2 separate regions of the Mus musculus genome follow, and region 2 is linked to region 1. The links are chromatin contacts, called in public targeted proximity ligation maps. All regions are on one chromosome and are shown on one strand. The core of a region is the stretch at or near the end of the contact, and the rest is flanking DNA. Distances in the headings are between cores, read along the strand shown. Region 1 holds the start of Ms4a6c (membrane-spanning 4-domains, subfamily A, member 6C). Region 2 overlaps Ms4a20 (membrane-spanning 4-domains, subfamily A, member 20).

Region 1 (4,992 bases), core at 647-3,146:
AGTGGGATTTACCACTATCACTTTGATCTCAGCCTTTAGATGTTTCTTCAGGCTGTCTTGCCTCTGTTGGGTAGGCTGGGACTCGTCTTTTTGGGGAAAGTTGATTCCATTTGGTGAAATCGTTGTGATGGTCTCATTGGTCACTACCTGTGGAATCATGATGGAGCTGCCACAGCTGGAAGAAAAAATAGACTCAGCTCTTATAAAGTAACGTGCTCACTGTAGTGGTTTGTTTTCTTTTAGTTTGGTTTTGGTACTGTTTGGTTGGTTGATTTATTTTTGTTGTCTTTTTATGTTTTGTTTTTGCCTATTTGTTTGAGAGAGAGAGAGAAGAAGTAGAAGAAGAAAAGAAGAAGAAGAAGAAGAAGAAGAAGAAGAAGAAGAAGAAGAAGAAGAAGAAGAAGAAGAAGAAGAAGAAGAAGAAGAAAAGTTGGATGGGTGGAGAGGATCTAGGAAATGGAGAAAGTGAAACCACAATCAGAGTACATTATATGAATTTTCAGTAAGAAATTAAGTGCTTTGACTTTAAATATAAAATAACTACAAACAAAACAAACTATGCTTCCCAGTTCTGCCCCCACCTCCCAGACTGTGCACCATTTTGCATCCTTGACTTGTTCTTCGGAAGAAGAAAGTGGTGGTATAGGGAAATGTAAAACCACCACATCTCAAATTTAGGAGTTATTTCCCCATAATATTAAACAGAACCCAGTGAGTTTATAATAAACACATCATAGGCAGGGAAAGCCTGAATCCTTACAAGTTCCTGTGTCTATGCACACATTTTCACATGAAATTTGTCAAATGTAGCTCCAACTTCACCTAGAACAATTGCATTGTCTTTATTCAATGGCATTCACTGTCCAGTTACTTTGCTAGCCTTGAGTTATTAAAGTCAACTTTTATGCTTTCCAATCCATGCTAGGTACCACTCAAATATGTAACCCCATTTGCCTGTTTTGAGTGTCTAATGGTGCCAGTTTAAGAATTAGCACTTCCCATTTTATCATATTTTAGTTCACATGATCTTGTAGGGTTTTTCTTCACCAAGCCAATCCTTTATGTTAATAAAATCACAATTAGAAGAAATTCAGAATTAACAATTTGATGTACACGTGGAAGTAATTTATGCTTTGTAGAGCAACATAAAATCATTGTTAAATAAATAGGCAAAGTTCTCTTTATTGACCAGTTGCCTACACACACTTGTGTGTTGGACTCCAGCTGTCTCTGACTCTGGTTCTTCTCTTTATTTTCCCACCTGCCAATGGCAGTCTGTGTCTGAGTCTCTTCAGTGTGGAGAAGCAGTTTAATGCAATAGCATGAGAAATCCTGGAGTCCTAAGCTGTGGTTCAAGTTTTGTCACACTCCCGACAATTATATCCCTGTTAGTTAAAAGAACCAAGTTGCCTGGGGAATGGGTTTCTGAGCTCATCTTAGCTCCCTTCTGTTCTCTGTGCTATTCTCAGCCCTTAGGCTGCCTAATCAGTAAATGACCTGGGAGCTCTGCTCCTTATGTCAGTGATCACCAAGATCATGCAGCTAAAGTGGCCAGGACAGAGGTAAGCCAGATGCCCTGTGCCTTTGCCCATTTAGTTCTAAAGAGGCCCCGTGTCTCCACTGCTTTCATGAGCATCAGCAAGTTCTTGTAACTCAGTCCCAGAAACAGAGTGCTACACAGAGGGAAGTCCCTTCAGGGTTGCCTACCTGAGCCTGTGTGCCTTGTCACCCAGTCACTTCCAGCCGAGCTCTCAGAAACCCTAAGAGCCTTAACTCTGGGTTCTCTCAGGCTGATCCTTGGTTCCTTCTTGTGAACTTGTAACTGTCTCCAGTCCTTCCTTCTTCTGTGCTCGCTGCACGGGAAGGGAAGTGGTGCTTACAGGCTGTGGACTGTTACTGTGCCTGTACTTCCTATATCAGAAAGTCCCAGTAACTTCAGAAAAATCACTAAGAGATTTGAGAGAGTGGGGGGGGGGGGGTAGTAAGTCCCAACACGCACCAGCTCCACTTGAAGCCCAAGTTCACTTTCTTGAACTTCAGTTGTTTAAGCGTTAAACTGAAAACAGCAACAAGCTGGGAAAAGCCATTAAGAAGAAAGTTTTCTGAAGGACCTGTGTTTCTTCTAAGTAGAATTTAAAGGACTATCTTGATAACTAATGATATTACAAGTTGTAGTAATACTGATGAATAAAACAGATCTCAATGTATAATAAAGTATGATAATAGTAATCACGACCTTGGGTTTTGATATATTACTTTATTATATTGTAATACACTACTGAACACACAGTAATGTATCATCAATTGTAACAATTGAATGTTTTACAGTATTTTAGGTACTTTGTTATTCATACTTTCTTCAACAATTCCTCAGCTTCTGAAAAATCAAACCAAAACACTCTGTACACAGTTTTTCAGCACTCGCTGGTTAATTGATACTCTCTTTAGAGCCTTCCTCATCTCTTCTAACCTTCTTCTAGACCACTGGACTTCTCTAACAGGGGATGTGACCAGGGAATTACTGGACACTTCTAGAAAAGTAATAGATCAGGAGAGGAGCAAGCAGAGACGTTTCAACACACCAGGAATGACTTCAACAATCCTGCACTCCAGACACAGTCATGAAGACATGTGTCCCTGTGGCTTTCAGGCCCTTGGGTAGGCACAATTCAGAAGCTGACTTTGACATAATTAATTTCACAGGGGAGCCAGAGCCAGCTGCAGCAACTGGACAGCCACACTCTGAAAACTTCCTTCCTTCTTTCCTTGGAGTCAACCAGAAGGAACCTAGGGAGCCAGTGTGAGCCACTGTCACATCAGAGGGTTGTGGTGTGGTGATTCCCTGCAGGTTTCACAGCAGGCAAAACAACAACAATAACAAAAAGATTTAGGAAGAGACAAGAATGAAACTCAGCTCAGCCCCATTTTGTTGTAACTGGTGCCGGACCACGACTTCTAGAATCTGGCCCCAATTGTTTTACTTTAGCCACATTAAGCACAGCACAATGTGGAACAAAAGGTTTTCGGATAGCACTAAACTCAGGCCCAAGCTCACAACGATGTAATGTTACATTGAGATCCTTTACAAAGCACACCTGGCTTTTTTCACAAGAATGGGTACTATTGACTCAGTGCTGCTGCCCAAGGCTTAGGCTCTAGGGAGCTTGACTGAGGGATACCTGATGCCTGTAGGTTTCAACATTGCCTGGTCCTAAGATAACATCAGCCTCCTATGGTAAAGGCTGTGGTAAGGCACAGGTAACGTCCCTCATGAGGGCCGGGTTTATGGTCTAAAAGCAGTGCTCACGGTTTAAGGTAAGAGTCTGCGATGATAAGTAAAAACAAATTCTGGGAGATGTGGGCAGAGCCTGTTTCATCAAAGAGCAAAGGATCACCAGGTTGTAAACCTACAACATTCCTGGCACTTGTTGTAGAGCAGCTCGGCTACACATCCCATTCCCATGAAGATGTAAACCACCTCTTTATCTATCCTGGCTTCTCCGGTGCTTATCTGTGTACACAGGGCCTTTTTGTCCTTTGCAGTTGTGAATTCTACAGTTCCTGCTTGAACTCTTTTGCAGAAGACACAAGCTAAGACATGTTTTATCATCTGGTAGTTACCTTTGTCCTCAAGGCTAGAACAGCACAGAGATAAAGCCCTGCTTCAATTCTAGAAAAGACTGAGGGACCAGCTTCTCTTAGAACTCCATCCTGATCTTCTGGAACAGGGGCTATAGGAACAACTGTTGCCTGTAAGTGGGATATGTTCTTCTAGCTGGATTGCCTTGTGTGGCCTCAGTGGGTGAAGAATCCTCACAGAGATTTAAAGAGCCAAGGTTGGAAGACAACCAAAGGGGCCCTACTCACTTAGAGGAGAGAGGGAGGGAAAATGGAAGAAGGGTTGTGGGAGGGGAGCAGTGAGAAGGAGGTAAAGTGAATAAATAATAAAAAAAATCTGGTGTGTCTTCTTTCAAGGATGCCTACTGTCACTGTTCCCTTCACATTGTGCCCTGTGCCCTCATCACTGTCATAGAACCTAGTGAATTAGTGAGGTGCAGCTGCTCTCCTGAGCTTTGACCATGGTGAAGTGTAGCCTCTTGAGGACAGGACACCCACTTTTGTCTGCAGGAGAATTTCCTAATAAATTAGTTGAATCTGTCAACCTGACATCCCCTCACCAGTCTATTCTTCATTTCATGCTCTCACAATTTGAAGTTTGTGTAAAGACATTTAATAGGGTACATGAGACAATGCATGTAAGAATACTGTCACAGATCCTATACACTGGACAGAAGAGTGCGGTTTTGCCAAGTTCTCCCATACCATCCCTGACCATCCATTCTCAGGATCCATCTCTCCTCTTCTCCCAAACCTAGGGCTTTTGAGCTTTATTTGAAAACGGGACATCTGCAGCCTGAGTAAAAAGCTGCTTTCCCCAGTCGGACCTTATTTCCATTCTGCTGTTACATTCTTGGTGGTCTCCAGAGTCTGAGCTCTGCTCTGTAACCTAAAGATAAAAGTCTAACTACAATAATAAACTAAGATTAGTCATCGGGATCTTCTATTTTAATCTCTCAACATTTTTGCAAATGTTCTGGTCCTCAGCCCACACCCTCTGGGAAAATCCCTTTAAGAGTTTGCATTCATTTAGACTTGCCATTTTCTCTTCTCTTTCCCAAGCCAACGTGGTTAATTATTTTCTCCTTGTTTAACTTTTCTCCACTATCGGCTTCTGCTGCCTGATGTAATATGCTCTTCTGACTAATTGTTAGGCTTTCTACTTTGATCCTTACTTTCCCCTTCTAAGTGTAGGCATGTGGAGCTTGACTGCCTTAGTTCTATCGTAAAATAATTCTCCTGGTGTCTTAACCCTCTTCATTTAATGATCACTCTTATACCCATCTCAGAACAAAAGTCTAAAACTGAGTTTTAAGTTGTCTCTACTACTCTTCCACCATCCAGACTTCTACATTACTGCTTCCCTCCCCCACA
Region 2 (4,992 bases), core at 1,486-3,985, 350 kb after region 1:
AATGTGCTTCCCGGAACGAATTTCATGATTATTATACAGTTTAACAGCCTCTTGTGCTGCTTCTTTTGTACAAAAAGTGACAAACGCATAACCTCTGTTGAGACCAGTGAGCGGATCCATCATTAAACGAAGATCCCATATAGGTCCAGCTTTCTCGAATAATGGAACAAGCTCATCCTCAAACAGATCTCTGGGGATCTTCCCCACAAATATCTCAGTGCCAACAGAAGGCTGCTGACCTGAATAAACGGAATCTGGAGGTGGTCCTCCATACTTCCTCTGACCTGTAGTCACATCAAGTGTGTAGCCTGTTCTTTCCAAAGTGCCTTAATCTTTGCCTCATCTGGTCCTTTACTAGAGTCTGCTACTTTGGTCCCCTGTTTTTCTCTCTGCCTGTAAGTCTTCATGACTCCACATAAAAAGGCACTTTTGTTCTGAACATGAGAGAGATCACTGTCTTTAAACTGTTGAAGCACTGCCAATGCGCCGTCTTCATTGAACTCTTTTAAAGCTTCGATAGCTCTTTCATCTAAATCACTATGTGCAACTAGCCCTGCAACGTAAATTTCATCTAGTTTTTCAGCAACTTTCTGTGGTAAACCAGCATCAAGCAATGTCTGAAAATTTTCTGAATGGATAACTGCTGAAGTAGTATCCATGGGCTCTTCAGTACCATTTCCATTAACATGTTCTGTAGCCATGTTTCCAGAGATCTCCCCGCGGGGCTGGGGCCGAGGAATCCTGTCCGACCGGGTCGGCTGGCGGGGAACGCGTGCTCGCTGCTCCCTGTGTCCGGCGCGAGTGGAGCTGTTGTAAAATGGCGGCCGAAGCTCACGCCGCTGGCAGCAAACCCGATCCAGTTCCACTCGCCTCCGAGCGCGCTCCCGGTGCGCGCGCGCCCCCGCGTGACCCCCCTTCCCTCCCCTCCCTGGCGCGTCCGCTTCTCTCCCTCACTCCCTCAGCTCAGCCCCTGCCCTCCGACAGCACCCCCTTCTCCCCTCGCCACCTCCGCCAGCCGCTAGCCGCCCTGCCCTGTCCTCTCAGCCTTCGTCCTTCCTTCCCTGCACCTCCTCCCCCAGCTTCCCCACTCCCGTCCGCGGCCGCTCACACACGAGTGGCCGCCCTTCTTCCTCTCTGGCTCTCTCTGGCTTCACGCCCTCCCTCGCTAGCTCTCTCTCGGCCCCGTCCCCCTGGAGCATTTTTTTTTATTTTATTTTTTGTTATTGTTCTAAAGGTTTCAGCTGGTCTGTTAAGTTTTTAGTAAAAGATCTCTCCAGTTTTGTTTTGTTTTTTTAATGTAGGCACTTAGTGCTATGAACTTTCCTCTTAACACCACTTTCATTGTGTCCCATAAGTTTGAGAAATTTGTGTATTCATTTTCATTGAACTCTAGACAGTCTTAACTCTTTTCTTTATTTCTGTCTTGACACATTTTTCATTCAGAGTTGTTCAGTTTCCATGAATTAGTAAGCTTCTGCTGTTTCTGTTGTTGTTGATGATGATAACCTGCTTTAATCCACGGTGGTCAGAAAGGATGAAGGATGTTATTTCTATTTTCTTGTATTTGTTGAGATTTGCTTCATGTCTAAGTATAAGCACCTCATGGTACCTTCTCCAAATTTGGCCATATAATTGGTCACAAAACAGGCCTCAACAGATACAAAAATATTGAAATTGTCCCATGCATCCTATCAGATCACCATGGACTAAGGCTGATCTTCAATAACAACATAAATAATAGAAAGCCAACATTCATGTAGAAAATGAACAACACTCTACTCAATGATACCTTGGTCAAGGAAGGAATAAAGAAAGAAATTAAAGACTTTTTAGAGTTTAATGAAAATGAAGCCACAACGTACCCAAACTTATGGAACACAATGAAAGCCCTCTCTGGTTCTTAAGAGAGTGTTGGTTACCTGGTAGGAAGTGCTTCTGAGATCCTGTCAGGTGGAGGTTACAGGTACAATGTGTTTATAGGTATTGGTATATGACACTTAGGGATAGATTTGGGCTAGGAATGCTAAAGGAGTCAACAAGAGAGAAGAAAGCAGAGTGTGCCACAAGAATCTGCTTAGTCCCATGGGAATATGGCAGAGAGGGGGTCAGGTTCACAACAGGTGGTCTGCTACAGAGCTGGAGATGAGATTGGGGGATTGGATTTGGAGATGAGGATGAAGAATAAAGATCTGAAGCTTGGCTACCTGCTTCCCTGGAATGGCTAATGGGTCCTCCAGAAGTGCCTGTGGAAGTTGGCTGCTGAGACAAAGGGATGGGGCAGTGATGGAGGTTGTAGAAGAAGACCTACATGATCTTCTGGATACGGGAGCAGAAAGGAAGAGAGGGCACAGCACATGTTCTGCTGCAGAGACTTGGGGAGTAGCTTTGGAGGAGAGAAAGGAAAGTGAAGATCTGGAGATTTGTCATCTACCTGCTTCCCTGGACCGGTAGTGGGTTTGCTATTATTGTATTGTTTAAAGAACCCCTATTTTTTAAGTGTTAATCTTGTTTTCCACATTCTCCTGACAATGTGTTCCCCCATATGTCATCCTTCCATATGGCTTAGAATGTTAGTGCCAGCGTGTTAGTCAATGTTGTATTTCAGTATCAGAAAAACAGTCACTTCTTGTCCTACTTGCTGGGGTTTTATGCAATGCTGGTGGTAGACTAGGGACTGTCTCTCTATTTCCTCTTTCTAGTATCCACATTTTAAAAAGAAGAAGAAGAAGTTCACTGTGGGTGTGCAGGTTTGAATGGTTCTCTGTGTCATGCTCTGAGCTCAGCTGTTGGGTATTGTCAGGGGACCTCAGGGAAGCTCTGAAATTCAGACACGGGACTTCAGAGAGCCAGGATCCCCTCCTACACTTCACCCCAAGATGAAGTTGAAGAATGAAATGTAGAGGCTGAGCTCACAGTGGCATCTTATAACCAGAGAGAAATAATCAGATCATCATCACTAAAGGAATCTTGGACAGTAGATATCCATTGCTTCGGAAACCATGATGTCTATAATCAGGTCCAAGTGTCTATGGTTTGGCCTGAGGATATGTCTGCCTCACTATTTCTGGCTGATGCTGATGTTGCAGTCTGGAGCCCCAATTAACAGCTTCTGTATTATGTGGTCACTTTGAAGGAACATTGAAATCACTTGGGTTACATACTGGAATTGAGTACATGACTATGGATATCAGAAGGACATTTTACTGGAGTGGCTAAAGCTGAAGAATTGAGGCTTCTGCCCAAGCAGAGCATACTCAGCAACGCTGTTTTAATTTCCAAAGGATGGATATCAAACTTCTCAACCACTTCTGATAGAGATGGTGTGATAGTCTAAGTCTAACATGGAATCTGTGTGTGGTTTTGGGCACCTGCATACTCTAGAAAATGGGGTGAATTTGGTTTCTTTGTCTTTTGTCACTACCTTAAAACAGGGTTTCTTACTTCCTCAGAATCTTGAGGGGAAAGTTCTGGCTTGCATGACTGACCAGCAATCTCTTGATAACCTCTGTATGCAATCCTTCACTAAGAACATTCTCTTCTAATGAATAGCATTGGGAAAGACTGGAGGAAATGTTTCAGTTCATGAAGAAGCAGAAGTAGATGGACATCCAGAAAAAGAACTGAACAGAAAAGCTACAACACCATTTTAAGGTCCTCCAGATGATGTAGTTGCTCAGGCTAGGACTATATGGTGTAATCTCATGGGTCCTCTGTATTTGTGATCTTATCTCTTATAGGTTTCTGCTCAATAGCAAGGCCATAAATCTCAGGGGTGGAAAAATACCTCAAATTACTGTGCTGGTCTAGTCAAAAGAACCTCCTTCAAGGAAAAAAATTTATTTACTATTCCATTTATCTGAGGCATTGTGACTTTCTTCCATGAACTCACAGAGATCTGCCTGCTTTGGACTCCACTTGATGGGATCTCAAGTTATGCAGAGTCATGTCTGTCTTAAATTGCATGTTTATTTAAGAACATTCCCTGAAAAAAATTCAGATTCCACTCCTGTAACAGTGCTCTCTGATGTCATTACACATTTCTTTGAAAAAGTGCCTCTACATAGAATATGTGACGTGGTTTCCTGGATGAGTCCACTGCAGATGACTCTGCTGAAGAGATTATCAGATTCTTCATGGGAATCTGATGTAACAGAGTCCTACAGAGAGTAAGGATGTGGTTTCCAGCTCTAGTCCTAAGGAAAGTCAGGTTTCTGTTTGGTGCCAGATCCTATGCAGGTATTCTCTTCTCAGGCACATAACTCGAGAAATGATGCTTCAGCACGACAGGTACTGTCTTTAACATTGTTTGGGTGCAAGGTACATCCTGACTGAACAAGGGGACTGACCTAGCATCATTTCCTACTTCATATGGTTAGGTTGCAATGCTGAATTGTATCTTTCACTAAAATGCTGTGTTCTGTCAGAAATTCATCATGAATAACTTCTATATCACTTTAAGACTGTTGAGTATGGTAGGTAATTGTACAAAATGATGGCCTGGGATTGTAAGAGAAAAGCCTAGTCATTTTAGTAAAACAAAGAACATACAATACCTACATCAAATTCTGACACTTGATTAAATATGAAAAAATTTCTAGGAAAAAACAAAACAAAACAGGAAAATTCCAAGATGTAATATTCTCACAGCAAAGAAACATGAGAAAAACAGATAACAGAAACTTCCAATCCTATAAAAAAGCTTTGGTTCAAGAATAACAATTCATTCTCAGTCAAATCATGTCTCACAACCCACACATTATTAGTGAGTTAGAGAGATGTGCTCCTCCCATATAGCAAAGGAATGTTCTACAAGTCACATGGTATCAAGTCCTATGGTATGGAAAGAAGAAAGGCTAGCTGGGTATAATAATGAAGTTGTTTGCAGCTATCCTCTGAACAATCACTTACTAATAAGCTCTTCAAAAGCTACCAGTCTTATCCTTAGCAATATCATTAATGTGAATACAACACACTGTCTTCCTTTTGCTCTTC

Evidence for each region.
Region 2: a targeted proximity ligation map of bone marrow-derived macrophages shows a contact between it and region 1, with 5 times the contacts expected there. A contact is called at or near these places in 1 of 39 promoter capture datasets (embryonic stem cells), 2 of 130 datasets of targeted methods (bone marrow-derived macrophages and memory CD8 T cells) and 2 of 9 other capture datasets (adipose tissue and macrophages).

Annotation. Positions count from the first base shown.
Region 1 is chr19:11,466,272-11,471,263 of GRCm38.p6, reverse strand. Ms4a6c (membrane-spanning 4-domains, subfamily A, member 6C) reads right to left here and starts at 1,896. Exons shown (of 7, transcript NM_028595.4): 1 at 1,708-1,896; 2 at 13-175. The coding sequence starts at 159.
Region 2 is chr19:11,117,219-11,122,210 of GRCm38.p6, reverse strand. The region is part of intron 1 of Ms4a20 (membrane-spanning 4-domains, subfamily A, member 20); the gene reads left to right. It also overlaps the pseudogene Gm6501. Among named protein-coding and RNA genes, the nearest start is that of Ms4a20, 11 kb to the left of the region's middle.